Regions from separate parts of the Mus musculus genome. Here all the other regions are linked to region 1. The links are chromatin contacts, called in public ChIA-PET, Hi-C and HiChIP or PLAC-seq maps. All regions are on one chromosome and are shown on one strand. The core of a region is the stretch at or near the end of the contact, and the rest is flanking DNA. Distances in the headings are between cores, read along the strand shown. Region 1 holds the start of Msh6 (mutS homolog 6). Region 2 has its middle 59 kb from the start of Kcnk12. Region 3 has its middle 29 kb from the start of Gm31499. Region 4 holds the start of Kcnk12 (potassium channel, subfamily K, member 12). Region 5 has its middle 3.3 kb from the start of Gm4832.

Region 1 (2,627 bases), core at 44-2,543:
CTTGATTTAGTTGTTTTTTTTGTTTTGGTTTTTTTTTTTTTTTTTTTTTTTTGTGACAGGGTTTCTCCGTGTAACAAACCCTGGCAAGTCTTGTAACTGTAGCCAGGGTTGTCCTTGACCTCAGAGATCCACCTGCTTCTGCCTGGAACAATGGGGTTAAAGGCACACACCTTCGCGCTCAGCTCCAATTTCTTGAATTTGAATAGGAGCTCCAATTTTCGAAAACGCCCTGTAATCAACCTGGCAGGAAGACATTCTGAGGAGAAACACTTGGCTCCCTTTGGCTATCAGGCAATTGAAATAATGGACTCCAAAGAATTGGAATTTCTCCAGGAATTTTTTGGTGGGAAGGGGTAAGACAAAGCTTCGAGTTAGTGTAGAGGAAGAACTTGGTTTCTGGAAAGAGATTTCTCAAGTATCTGAAGCTCGTTGAATCCCCATGTAGGACAGTCTGGAGCAGAGATTATGGTGGGTCAGACCACCTCTTACAAGACCATTCTGGTTCCCGTCGCCCGGTTTAAACCAAAACTTCACGTCAGTACCCCCAAAGATGAACTTCCGGGGGGGGGGGGCTGAACTTTATCTTCCTAATGTGGCCCTTTGAAAAAAAAATCTGTTTTTTTGCTATTTTCTCTATTATTCGACTACTGAGGATGAGTGGGAGTTTAGCTCGTTAGGGTTGCTAGGGCCCAAGCGTTGACGCTCAACATTACCTTAGCAATCTCAGTTTCTAAAATATAAAAAATTCTGCACACTTATGCTAAAGGGCTCAGATAAGACTGGACCTTAACTGCCCATCTCATATAGTAAGGCGTAAACTAGTTGAGGCAGTGACGGGCCAAGGAAAGTTTTGTGGGTAGCTGGTTTTGTGGATAGCTGTTCTTGCACTTGGCATTCACAAGTGCCGCTCTGTACAATGCTCTGCGAACGCACCGTACGTGGCAGACAGCAACAACCAATTTCTCAGCTCCTTTCAGTCCAACCGCAGGACCGCCCGCAGGGCCAGGTGTTTCCGCAGCGAGCTCGACGCGGCTTCTCGCAGGGTGCACCCCGCCGTTCCAGCAACCGCGCAAGCCACTTCCGTCTTCTTGGTGCATACTTGCCCGGGTAGCCACCGCGAGCTCCACTGCTTTGCAAAGGCTCAGTCTCAAGGCCCGCCAACCCGAGCTTGGGGGCTGGGCCCGCCCCGCCCCGCCCATCTACGCCAGGGCACGTCGCGGGCGGGGCCCCGCCCACCGCGCAGGCCGACACGCCTTCGGATTGGCCGCTGGGCTACGGATGCTCGGGTAGGACGCGCCTCCTCCCGACTTTCCCGCCAGCGGCGGCCGCGCGGTGGATGCGATCCTTGTAGGCGCTCGGAGCCGTGGCCCGGTCTGCCCGTCAGCCTTCATCATGTCCCGACAAAGCACCTTGTACAGCTTCTTCCCCAAGTCCCCGGCACTCGGCGACACCAAGAAGGCCGCGGCCGAGGCCTCACGCCAAGGTGCCGCTGCCTCTGGAGCCTCCGCTTCCCGCGGCGGGGATGCGGCCTGGAGCGAGGCTGAACCCGGGTCCCGGTCCGCGGCGGTATCCGCCTCGTCGCCGGAGGCAAAGGATCTCAACGGAGGGCTGCGGAGGGCCTCCTCCTCCGCGCAGGCCGTGCCTCCCAGGTAGCCGGCTCGGTCGGGGCTGCGGCGGCGCGCGGGTCTCCCGGAAGGAGGGGGAGGCTGCTCCGTGCCAGGCGGCGGGAGGAGGGGCGGCCTGCCGGCCCGGGAGAAGCGGGGCCGGTGCCCGGGACTCTCGGGGGACGCTGCGAGCAAGCGAGCGCACTCCCACTGTGGGGGTGGGGAGGCTCGGGAGGCTCGGGGACGGAGACACCCTCCCCCAAAGTGGCCGGAGCGGGAACGGTGGGTGTCCTGCTGCGATCCGCGGCCTGAGGGGGCGGGGCGGATCGGATCGGGCAGGGAGCTCCTCCGGGTGGCGAGCCTACGGTGGGAGGAAACTCGGGTTGCAGGTGGAAGTTTGTAGATAGTGAAAGCGGCGCTCCGGCTTGGGACGACAGTTTTTTTTAACCCACCTTTTCACAGGAGGGAAGAGTGCGGGAGATTTTTCGCAGTTAGTGGGTCTTCGGAGTATTGGGCAAGCCCTGGGCAAGAAGGTTTACTGGGGGAAACTTGCCTGGAGTTGTACTCGCACTTTGTAAATTTGGCTGTCGTTTGTAGGAACGACTAGAGACATTTATTTTATCTATTTATTTTCATTTTTTTTCGAGACAGAGTTTCTCTGTGTAGCCCTGGCTGTCCTGGAACTCAGACATCCACCTGCCTCTGCTGGGATTAAGAAGTGTGCAGCGACTTATTTAAAATGTAAAGAGTTCTTTCTGGAGTCCAGTACTCTGGAGTTTCAGCTTGGGCACCAGGAAGAGCTGGCGTATGCTCCTGGGGCAGAGAAAATGATTTTGGATCTCTAATTTCTTTCCTTCCCTTTGGCTATAAAGGACACAGTTCAGACACAGGTAAACACAGAGGTGTATTTTGCCTCCGTGTATGTATGTGTGCCCATGTGCATGCACGCTGCCTGAGAGAGGCCAGAGGAGGACCTCAGCCTCTGTAGTTAGAGATATTGTGAGCTACTGGGTGGGTGCAGGG
Region 2 (2,627 bases), core at 71-2,570, 240 kb before region 1:
GCCAGGACAACCCTTTCACAGTGTTCAGAAGGCTGAGGACCACGGGAGAGATGATTTCATCTGTCTCCTAAAGCTGAGAACCCTCACATTACTAGCCTTGCTTAGACCACAAGGCTAGCTTTTGCTAAGGGGAAACCTCTTTCTGGGACACTTCCTTACTCCTTAAACCTAGCTTCTTTGCCAGGTGTGGTGGCATTCACCATTACTTTCAGTGGTTGGAGGCAGAGGCAGACAGATGATCTCTGTGAGTTCAAGGCCAGCCTGGACTGGATAGTGAGTTCCAAGACAGCCAGGATTACAAATAAAGACCTTGTCTCAAAAAAGAAAGAAGAAAGAAAGAAAGAAAGAAAGAAAGAAAGAAAGAAAGAAAGAAAGAAGAAAGAGAGCGAGAAAGAAAGAGAGAGAGAGAAAGGAAGGAAGGAAGGAAGGAAGAAAGAAAGAGAGAGAGAAAGAAAGAAATAAATGGAAAACCCCAGCATCTCCCTAATGGAGCTCATTGTCCTTCCTGGCTTAGCCTATTTGTCCTCCAGGGTTCTCAGTTTCCATGTGGTCTCACTTCCAGCCACCTACTTAGCCTGAAACCTGGGGCCTCTTGGACTTACAATTTTTGTTAGGATTGTGTTTATTTGGTGTGTGTGTGTGCACATGTTTGCCGTGACACATTCGTGGAGGTCAGAGGGCAGCTTGCAGGATCCGATTCTTTCTGTCTGCCATGTGGGGTTGAGCTTGAATCTTCAGGCTTGTCACCTGATGTGTCGACTTCCTGAGCTGCCTCACTGATCTTTCTCTCAGACTTCTGCCCACAAGCGGGCACAGTCATGGCTTCTGTCGGCCAAGCCCCCCTCCCTTCCACAGACTTTTCTTCCCTTGACATTCTACAGGATGAGCTGAAACTGCTTTGGCTTACGAAGCCTTTCATGAGGCTGACCCTCAGTCACATCTTCGTTCTGTCACCCCAGACCTGAGGCGCGAACGATATGCTCCTTTCTGGAAAGAGCCTGCCTCTGTTTGTCTTCAGTGCCGCTCCCTCTGCCCGTGAGTAGGCTCCCTGGAGCCTCCTCTTCCTATGGACTCAGTGTGAAAGCTTTCTCTGCAGCATTGGAGTGACCACAAGTTTTCAGTGGTCCCAGCATCCACAAGTGACTGTGGCTACAGACCCTCCCCGCCTGTGCTGACACGCCAGAGCCTGGAGTCCAGGGTCTGCCGCGCTAACTCGTTTTCTCATTCTTTTCCCTCAGCCTCTGATTCAATAACCCCAAACTAGAGAAGCCCTTAACTTCTGCGGCCCAGGACAAACTGGAGGGGGAAGCATCATTAAGTTTTGTAATTATGATAAATCTACAAGTCTCTTGTCCAGCAGCCTGACCTGCTGCATGCTAAGTTCCCTTTTCTTTGGTACTCATTAGGAACACAGATATCTTCATAGAAAGGTGACCAACCACAGAGGAGGCAGGGTGAGCGATTCCACCTAGGCATTCGCCGTTGGACTCCTAAAATGTCATTCAGGAATCACGAGGTCTTAGGACCTGAAAAGCAGCGAAAGGTCACCTGAATCATTCAATGAAGAGATGTATGTTCCACACAGCTGGGCCACAGCTGGAGACCCTCATCAAACACAGAGCTGGTGGGTGACTGAAGCCCAGGTGTGTCCAGAATTTTAGCCTAGCTAATGGTCTTAATTGGACACAAGGCTGTTAGAAGCCAACTTTCCAGAAATGCTACTGGTCAGGGTGCTTTAAGTGGGAGGGAGTGTGACTCCACAGATGGTGAACCAATTGAGCAGCTTTCTCTAGCATTAAAACAAAAGGCAAAAACTGGTATGGAGTCAGTGGTTTGATGAAACTTCTTTTATTTGTTTCTATTTTATGTGTGTGAGTGTTTTGCCTGCATGCCTATTCTTATCATGTGTATGCAGTGCTCAAGGAGACCAGAAGAGGGCGTTGGTCCCTGGAACTGGAGTTACAGCCAATTGTAAGCAACTGGGATTCCAAGAAGCTGGGATCCAATCTTGGCCCTCTGCAACTGCTCTTAACCTCTAATCATGTCTCCATCCCTGATTAAACTTTTTGTTCCATTTTATCATGTAATGTCATGAAAGTCCCTGCTGTAGACAAGGAGAAGGGAGAGGCTGGTACATTTGGTTGGTTGCGGTCAGCAGGGGTAGAGTTTAGGATGCTGGAGAGTTTGTAGACTTTGGCGGGTGGGGCCAGGAGAGGTGGGTGGAGCAAGGGTGGGTGTGGCCATGGATTAGGATGCATGGAAGATGATAAAGGAGGTAGAAACTGGTTAGGAAGTTTAGGGTAAAAAAGACCCCAAAGAAAAGTAACCAGTTTCTTTCTTGGCTAAAAGCAGGAAATGTCAGGCCTACCCTGGCTAGAGCTCAGAGATGCCAGAAATGTTTAAGCTCAAATGTCTCTGGTTCTGGTATGGTCAGAGGCTGGGCAACGGGAGGGTGTGTGTGTGTGTGTGTGTGTGTGTGTAAGTGTGAATGTGTGTGTGTGTTCCTTATCTCGATTTCCCTGAAAAAATACCCACCTCCTGGAAATAATAATGACAATCTAACTGAAAGTTCTAGACACGTGCCATGGGAACTGGGCTGACCAGCTTGCCTTCCCCCTCTCCCTTTC
Region 3 (2,627 bases), core at 79-2,578, 220 kb after region 1:
CTGCCTACCTTGCAGAGGACAACTCTTTTTTTTAAATTTAATTTCTTTTACTTATTCACTTTACATCCTGCGCACTGTCCCCCTCCCAGTCATTCCCTCCCACAATCCTTCCCTCATCCCTCCCTTCTCCTCCAAACAGGTGGAGTTCCCCCTGGGTGTGCCCCCACCCCCCACTTCATGTCTCTTCGAGGCTAGGTGCTTCTTCTCCCACTGAGACCAGACAAGGCAGCCCAGCTAGTAGAACATATCCCATGTGCAGGCAACAGCTTTTGGAATAGCCCGAGTTCCAGTTATCCAGCAATTGTTGCTTCCTCCTTCTGATGTTTAGAGTCAGAGAGTGCTCACCTGCAGAGACGTCTCGCAGAGACTAGCTAACCCCTCTTAGTGCTAATCACAAGAAATACTCTTGAGGTTCTAGGATGGCATTTCATAGCGGATGCACCCTCAGAGTACAAACAGCTTACTGGGCTCTAGCTTTTTTTGTACAAGAGTCTGTTCTTGCTTTACGTCTGATTGCTCTGGTCAGGTTTCTGGGACCCAAGTGGTTCAGGATGCAGTAGAGGAATCCTGCCTCCCCCTTTAGCTTCTGGTATAGCTAACAACCCTTCAAGTTTCTTGGTTTGCAGGAACACCATTGAATACCATTGCAAGCTCACTTTCTCTCTTGCTTTCTCTCTCTCTCTCTCTCTCTCTCTCTCTCTCTCTCTCTCTCTCTCTCTTCATGTGACCTCTGTTAGCCAGCTTCAGGTCACTGTGACAAATACTCAGGCTAATCAACTTATAAAGAGGTGTGTCTTATTTTGTTCATAGTTCCAAAGTTTTAGTCATGGTCAACTGGCATCGCCTGGGCAGATGAAGGTGAATCTCTATGAGTTCTGAGACAGCAGAGTCTACAAAGTGAGTTTCAGGACAGCCAAAGATGTGTAGAGAGACCCTGTCTCAACAAAAACAAACAGTCCCCCCCAAACCACTCCCTCTGTGGTCAAGAAGTGGAAGACAGGGGAAGAGACTGGAGAGAGAGAGAGAGAGAGAGAGAGAGAGAGAGAGAGAGAGAGAATATTTGTAACACTTTGTTTCAAAACCCTAAGTCCAGGAAGAAGTAAGGAAGGCTTAGAATAGAATAGTGGCTGCTGCTTCCAGCTAGTCCTTCTTCCTTCTTTCCACCTGAGACGTGTCAAGCACTACAAGAGTAGGAGAAGCACCTGGAAAAGAGTTAGGATGCTATGGGGTCATGTGCTCTCCCCCATAGTCACCTCATAGGACCTTAGATACAAACAACGGTTCATGGAAAGAGGAAGTGCGGACTTTGTTTTCTGTGAGATCATAAGACTTGTAGACATTTCCTGTCCAAGGGGGTAGAAAGACAGCTGCGCAGTCTGGAACCTCTGAGAAGGTACAGGCGTGCCCAAAGTAGCATCTGGTGGGGCTGAGGGATGGAGGATGAATAGTACATGTCATAAGACTCAGATGTAGAAAGATGAGAAGTGAGGGCCAGAGCTCTATTTTGTAGTTGAAACCCAAATCCACCTCATCCTTGAAGTTTCTCAAGGCTGGCTGGCTGCTACGGCAACAAATGGAGACTATTCTTACAGCAGACGGACCTTATAAAACTGGTGTGTTTAGTTATTAGAAAATAAAACTGATTTACTTAAACAATTGAAATTACATTTATTTATTTACTTACTTATTTAGTGTGTACACTTGTGCACACAACGTGTGTGTAGTCTTGCCATGGTACACTTACAGAGATCAGAGGACAACTCTGTGGGAGTTGGTTCTCTCTTCCTGTCATGTAGGATCTGAGGATGGAACTGGTGTTGACAGAACAGCAGCAAGAGACCTTACCTGCTGAACCATCTTGCTGGCCTCAAATGGATTTTGGATCTGAGGTTCATTACTGATAACATAAAGAAAATTAGTATCCTGTGTTTGCAAGTTATGACTTATTTGTAGTGGGCATGGGAACTGGAGTTATCTATGAGCAGACGGGTGTGACATCAGCTTTTTCCAGGCTTACAGAAATTATTGCTGAGCTCGCAGAATGGAGCTCCAGGCAGGAAGGGCCAAGTGGGGAAAAGAGTCCAAGACAAAGCCCACTAAAGTTATTTGCTAATGTGTGAGTTATTCTTTGAAAGGAACTTTGGTCTTTTTGAAAGGGGAGGTTCTCAGATGCCTTGAAACTTTAGGCATCTTCAAAGACAGCTCAGATATTGCTAAGGACAAATATATCTGAGTTCTGCTATCGATGTCACCAGATCCTGTTCAAATGGCACAAGGTAAAGATAAGGTGTAAAGTCATCACCAGGAAGGAATGCTTCCATGTGATGGGTCTCAAGGGCATGATACTGTGGTGGCTGAAGTAAGGATGGCCCCCATAGGCGCATATATTCAAATGCTTAGTCATCAGAGAGTGGGAAGGTTTACATGAGGTGTGGCCTGTTGGAGTAAGTGTGGCCTTGTTGGAGGAGGTGTGTCACCAGGGGTTCCAGGCCCACTGTCAGACTCTCACTCTGTTTACAGATCAGGATGTAGCTCTCAGCTACACTCCAGTGCCTGCCTGCACGCCACCATGCTTCCCACCATGATCATGGACTAAACTGTAAGAAGAGGTTCTGATGCTAACCCTG
Region 4 (2,627 bases), core at 42-2,541, 180 kb before region 1:
GGCTGGGTTGGGTAGGAAATAGCAGCCCTTGACATACATTCTCACATACGCTCTTACAGAGGACAATACTAAGGCGCAGAGGCTGAACAAGGAGCCTTCAAAGTGTTTGGCTCTTGATTGACACACAGTCAATGAGTGTTAGCCGATTGGAAAGAGCTAGAGATGGTCCATTCGGGCAAACCCCTCGCTCCGAATGCAGGAAAGAAAAGTAGGAGGACGAGAGAGGACAGAGAGTGAGACAAAAGTAGGAAAATCAATACGGAAAGGAGGATCCCGCGGACGCCAGCCCGGTCCCCGATCCGTGGAAAGGGCAGCGAGTGACAGGCGCGCAGAGGAAAGACGCGCGGGGTGCGCCGCTCACCTATGGTCGACACCACGGTGCCCACGAAGTAGAAGGCTCCAGGGAAGTCCCAGCGCGGGCGCAGCGCGTCGGCGCGGACCCCGGCGGCCAGCGCGGCCTCGTAGTGCCGGAGGAAGGCGCGCAGCTCGGGCTCCGCCACGCCGTGCGCAGCGCTGAAGTTGCGCAGCGTGGCGCCCCAGCGCGCCCGCGCCTCCGCCTCGCCCGGGCTTTCGAGCGCAGAGAACACGGTGGCACCCGCCACCAGGTAGAGGCCGATGAGCGCCGCCAGCAGCACGAAGCGGCCGGTGTCCTCGTTGAGGTGCGAGCGGCGGCAACAGCAGCAGCAGCAGGAGGGGCGCGGCAGGCGGCGGCGGCAGCGGCGGGGCGGGGGCCGGGGGCTGCGGGAGGACATGGTCCGCAGCTCAGCCCCGGGGCTGGGGCGGCGCTCGGAGCCGAGGCCGTGACATCCCCGCCGTAGGAGCAGGAGCGTGAGGATGGTGGCCAGAGGTCAGGGGCCGCAGCGGAGCCCCCCTGCAGTCTTCCCGGAACCGGGACGGCAGGGCGATCCGCCTCCTGCCGGGCGTTCAGGCCGCGCACCGGTCGTCCGGCCCAGCGGACACCGGGGCTGGAGCGCTACTCTCCGCGCCCCGACGCCTTACAGCCTCTCGCGGCTCCTCACTTGCTGCCCTCGGGCTCCTGCCTCCGAAGCTAGGCCAGCGCCCCCGGTGGCTAGAGTCCATGGGGCTCCGGGCCGCATACTCCACTCTGGACAGGCCGCGGGCTGCGAGCAGGGTGAACCGTAGAGTCCGGACGCCTAGGATCGGAGCACGGTGGCAGGGCACAGAGGGAGTCCTCTGGAGCGTTCCATGAGGCTGCTGGGGATCGGTTTCGCCTAGGCGCAGGCTGTGCGAGCAGTCCTGTTCCTCCCCTATAATTGAGCTGGCGGCGTCGGCTTCCGAGCCTCAGAGCCCAGCCTTGTCCTCCGGGGAAGCGCTCCCTTCCTTTCCCTGCTACCGCTGAAGAGCTACCCGACACGGAGAGGCGGAGTCATCCGAGCCCGGGGCGGAGTGTTGGGGAGGGATGAGTGAGGAAGGGAGGAATGGGTGGAGAGTTGGGCTGCTGCGAAGCCTCCAGGTCGTTCTGGCCGCAACAGTGCGTCCCACCAGAGCAGGTGTCCCACTGCCGTTCTGGATGCCAGCTCGCTAAAAAACCTCGTCCTTCTTTCCCCGCGCTTGGGCTCCGAAATGTCTTCCTTTCTCAAGCCACTGGGAAACTTTGTTCAACTTGGTGCTTTGAGGTCTCAGGGACTGGGGGCCCTCGGGAGCCGAACCCGACTTTCGATTCTCGGGCTCTAGCCTGAAATTTAAGTTCCCTTTGCTCACGCTTTTGTTCCTGGGTCCAACCGCAGCTCCAGGACTCCGGCGGAGTCATCTGGGTGAAAAGATACGGTTTGGGAACCGAGGACAGGCAGCCTCTATGAGCTCCGGGCGCGGCGGGAACCAGGGCGTCTGCTCCCCCTCCCGACCGAGCGACCGGCCGGCGTCAGCACCGCGGACAGCGCATCGGTGCCGCAGCCTGCGGGTGGGAGGCTCCAGACAGTGCACCCCCCCCCCCTCCACCGTAGGCGAGGTTGCTCACCCGGCACCGGGGTGTTCCCAAGACCCTCCTTGCATTTCCTTCTATCCCCAGAGTGTCCCCTACCCTACCCCGACGCAGGTGCGGTCGCCAAAACAGCGTGTCGCCAGGGTGCGGACGCTGCGGAATAGAGACAGGAGGAGGAGTCACGCGCAGGTGGGGAACTCTGGGCCACCAGAGCAGGAGGATCACAGGCCGGGTGCTGCTGTGGCTTCTATGCTATCCCAGCTCACCAGTCCTAGGGACGAGAGCCTGGATACACCCCGGGTGCGGTGGAGGGCCAGGAGGGTAGAAGCTCGCTAGGAGGAACAGTGGTGTGCTTTGGAACACCCTAGGAAAGTGTCCTCCACCCTACCTCGGAGAGGAAAGATAGCGGATGATGCCCGCAGCCGCTGGTCCTTCTCTGCCTGGCAGAAACCAGTTTGGCTGGGGTCATAAAGTTGTGTAGTAAGGAACACCCTAGGTATAAACAGATAATCCCACCATATCCCGCTAGCTCTCCCCTCCTTTTTTATTTTTTTGGTCCCCTTCCCTTTTTCATTGGCCTCAGGGAAGATCCTGCTAGTGATATAGATAACGGGGTGGGGTGGAGTGGGGGCGGAGAGTGGTTTCTTAGACAATCCAGGTGACTGAGACCACGCTGGAAAAATCC
Region 5 (2,627 bases), core at 93-2,592, 150 kb after region 1:
TTTAATCCCAGCATTTGAGAGGCAGAGGCAGGCAGATTTCTGAGTTTGAGGCCAGCCTGGTCTACAGAGTGCATTCCAAGACAGCCAGGGCTACACAGAGAAACCCTGTCTCAAAAAACCAAAACCACCACCACCACCAAAACCAAAAAACAAAACAAACCAAAACAAAACCTGGGTCTTACTCTGTAGCCAAGCCTGTCCTGAACTCACTGGAGAAACCCACAAATACGATCCTCTTTCCTTAACCTTACAAGTACTGGGTCTCCTGTGCTTATGTGTGACTTACTATAGCCAGATTCTCTTCCCAGTTTTGAACTGACTCTACTTGCCATGGCTTTCTATGATCCCCCAAACCCCTGACCTTCTTTTGGCTTCAGTCATGGGCTCCCAGGTGTTCCCAGCTATGAAGGCTTTTTTTTGTTTGTTTTTGTTTTTAAAGATTTATTTATTTATCATATGTAAGTACACTGTAGCTGTCTTCAGACACTCCAGAAGAGGGCATCAGATTTCGTTACGGATGGTTGTGAGCCACCATGTGGTTGCTGGGATTTGAACTCGGGACCTTTGGAAGAGCAGTTGGCGCTCTTAACCACTGAGCCATCTTGCCAGCCCCTATGAAGGCTTTTTTGAGACTAGCCACCCTGGTCTGCTGTGTCATCTGGCCTCTGGCTTCCCATCCTTAGCATCCTCAGAGGAAACAGTGTACTCTTGTGTTTTCCCTGATGTGGTGGACTTGCACATCCATCTCAGCTTCTTCTCTACTTCCTGGGGGAGGGTCAAGGACAAAGGCATAGATTTACTACATGAGAGGTCTTTAGAAGGGACAAGAGCCACCATCTACCTTGTGATTTTCATTCAGGGTTAGCTTGGTCATTCACTAAGTCCAATATGATATAGCACCTGGGAACCAGTATGACTGATATGGATTGAATGTGATATAAAGCCATAGGCTCATGCTTTAGTTCTATTTTGGGAAGCTATGGAAATTTTGGATGGTGGGACCTAGCTGGAGGGAATCTGCAGGGGCAGCTGCTTGGGTGGTGTCTTAGTTAGGGTTTTGTTGCTGTGAAAAGATCAAGGCAACTCTTCTAAAGGACGACATTTAACTGGGGCCAGCTTATCGTTTCAGAGGTCTAGTCCATTATCATTGTGTTGGGAAGCATAGCAGTGTGCAGGCAGATATGGTGCTGGAGGAGCCAAGAGTTGTACGTCTCCAATCCATGACCGCCAGAAGACAGTCTTCCACAGGTAACCAGGAGGAGGCACTCCTTCCACACTGGGCAGTGACTCTGAGCATAAGACCTCAAAGCTCACCCTGACAGTGACACACTTCCTCCCACAAGACCACACCTCCTAATAGTGCTCCTTCTTATGGGCCAAGCATTCAGACCACCATAGGTGGAACTCGTGTACTCCTCGAAGCTCTCTGTCTAATACCCTGCTTCCTGGCTCACCACGTTGTAAACTGAACAGCTCCACGTAGTATCTGCCGTAGCTCTGCCATGATGGACTGAACCCTCTAAAACCCCAGGCCAAAATAAACCCTCTCTCTTATTTATTTATTTTTATTTTGTTTGCATTGGTTTTTTGCCTGCATGTCTGTCAGTCTGTCTGTCTTTGTGAGGGTGTTGGATCCCCTGGAACTAGAGTGACAGTTGTGAGTCACCATGTTGTTGCTGGGAGTTGAACCCAGGTCCTCTGGAAGAGAAGCCAGTGGTCTTAACCACTGAGCCATCTCTCCAGTCCCAATACCCCTCTCTTAAGGTGACATGTAGGGCATTTGGCTTCAAGAAAGAGAACATGACATGGGCAATTATGGGGGAGTTTGTAGGCACGGCACGTCTCTCTAGGATTAATGTAATGGAGTCTGTGAAGATTCCATGTGTGTCAATCTGCAAGTGTGATTCAGACTGGGTAGAAATGGCGAAAGCACGGAATCCCAGCCGCCACACCACCAGGGAGCTGGGTAGAAAGGCAACACAGTGGAATCCATGCCTCTCTTCTTCCTGCGGGAAGAAAGATCTCATTTCTTTTCAAAGTTCTCAGCGGCTTGCTTGTTTGATTTGCCTTCTAGGACAAAGCTAGGCTAGTAGTTTCCAACCTGGAAGTTGATCCCCAGAGTAATCCAGAGCAGAGGGGGAGGGGAGTGGGGTTGCAATCCTAACCCCGATAGAAAGAAAGCTCAAGGTTTCCCTTCTCTTTTTGGAAGGGACTATGAGCCTATGGCTCAAGAGCTAAGTGGATCAGGCTGTGCTTGCTGGGGCAGGAGACTGGTGAGAGAGGATTTGGAAGATGGGAAGCTTAGAGGACGTAGGGAGCAGCTGTGGCTTGCAGACTCAGTCTTTCACGGGTATGGCTGACCTCGCTAAAAGCTATTAGGAGCTGTGACTTTGTTTTTACCACCTGTCATTCAACTTTATCCCCCCAACCCTCCCCCCCTGCTGTCAGAACACAGGAGGACCGGATGCTGGTCAAGAACCTGAGTCTGCGGGCAGTTATGGCGGCATCGTAGGCTCAAGGGTTTCTCTCGGCGTCTATCTTTTACTACAGTTCCTATCAGTGCTCTAGAGACACATGCGGGAAACTCTCCCATCATTTCTATGACATTCTCCTGCTTCTACCTACTG

Evidence for each region. A called contact is a pair of places that touch in the nucleus more often than the background predicts. ChIA-PET counts read pairs in DNA pulled down with a chosen protein or histone mark. HiChIP or PLAC-seq counts read pairs in DNA pulled down with a chosen protein or histone mark.
Region 2: an HNF4G HiChIP or PLAC-seq map of pancreatic cancer cells shows a contact between it and region 1. The contact joins the enhancer-like site here to the promoter of Msh6 in region 1. A contact is called at or near these places in 1 of 39 promoter capture datasets (frontonasal cranial neural crest), 1 of 484 Hi-C or Micro-C datasets (embryonic stem cells), 17 of 115 datasets of contacts at active chromatin or transcription factors (embryonic forebrain, embryonic stem cells, forebrain and 3 more) and 1 of 9 other capture datasets (embryonic stem cells).
Region 3: a Hi-C map of B cells shows a contact between it and region 1, with 10 read pairs. The contact joins the enhancer-like site here to the promoter of Msh6 in region 1. A contact is called at or near these places in 1 of 484 Hi-C or Micro-C datasets (B cells), 3 of 115 datasets of contacts at active chromatin or transcription factors (bone marrow-derived macrophages, embryonic stem cells and pancreatic cancer cells) and 1 of 9 other capture datasets (adipose tissue).
Region 4: a contact with region 1 is called in an H3K27ac HiChIP or PLAC-seq map of embryonic stem cells, with 11 read pairs. The contact joins the promoter of Kcnk12 here to the promoter of Msh6 in region 1. A contact is called at or near these places in 5 of 39 promoter capture datasets (embryonic stem cells, neural stem cells, stem cell-derived epiblast-like cells and 1 more), 4 of 484 Hi-C or Micro-C datasets (LSK cells, embryonic stem cells, granulocyte-monocyte progenitors and 1 more), 13 of 115 datasets of contacts at active chromatin or transcription factors (embryonic forebrain, embryonic midbrain, embryonic stem cells and 3 more) and 1 of 9 other capture datasets (adipose tissue).
Region 5: an RNA polymerase II ChIA-PET map of memory CD8 T cells shows a contact between it and region 1, with 8 read pairs. The contact joins the enhancer-like site here to the promoter of Msh6 in region 1. A contact is called at or near these places in 7 of 39 promoter capture datasets (the C10 cell line, the HPC-7 cell line, liver and 2 more), 9 of 484 Hi-C or Micro-C datasets (B cells, Th1 cells, Th2 cells and 4 more), 6 of 115 datasets of contacts at active chromatin or transcription factors (the 230-238 cell line, CD8 T cells, bone marrow-derived macrophages and 3 more) and 1 of 9 other capture datasets (liver).

The regions. Positions count from the first base shown.
Region 1 is chr17:87,973,757-87,976,383 of GRCm38.p6, forward strand. Msh6 (mutS homolog 6) reads left to right here and starts at 1,294. Exons shown (of 10, transcript NM_010830.2): 1 at 1,294-1,649. The coding sequence starts at 1,393.
Region 2 is chr17:87,738,086-87,740,712 of GRCm38.p6, forward strand. No RefSeq gene overlaps it. Among named protein-coding and RNA genes, the nearest start is that of Kcnk12, 59 kb to the right of the region's middle. Within about 2 kb of position 1,321, at least 14 of the 459 cell types and tissues checked have an H3K27ac peak or open chromatin away from gene starts, as enhancers often do. A contact at or near this core is called in pancreatic cancer cells, where this site is marked.
Region 3 is chr17:88,189,628-88,192,254 of GRCm38.p6, forward strand. No RefSeq gene overlaps it. Among named protein-coding and RNA genes, the nearest start is that of Gm31499, 29 kb to the left of the region's middle. Within about 2 kb of position 1,329, at least 70 of the 459 cell types and tissues checked have an H3K27ac peak or open chromatin away from gene starts, as enhancers often do. A contact at or near this core is called in B cells and bone marrow-derived macrophages, where this site is marked.
Region 4 is chr17:87,796,703-87,799,329 of GRCm38.p6, forward strand. Kcnk12 (potassium channel, subfamily K, member 12) reads right to left here and starts at 1,292. Exons shown (of 2, transcript NM_199251.1): 1 at 362-1,292. The coding sequence starts at 752.
Region 5 is chr17:88,120,894-88,123,520 of GRCm38.p6, forward strand. No RefSeq gene overlaps it. Among named protein-coding and RNA genes, the nearest start is that of Gm4832, 3.3 kb to the right of the region's middle. Within about 2 kb of position 1,343, at least 3 of the 459 cell types and tissues checked have an H3K27ac peak or open chromatin away from gene starts, as enhancers often do. A contact at or near this core is called in memory CD8 T cells, where this site is marked.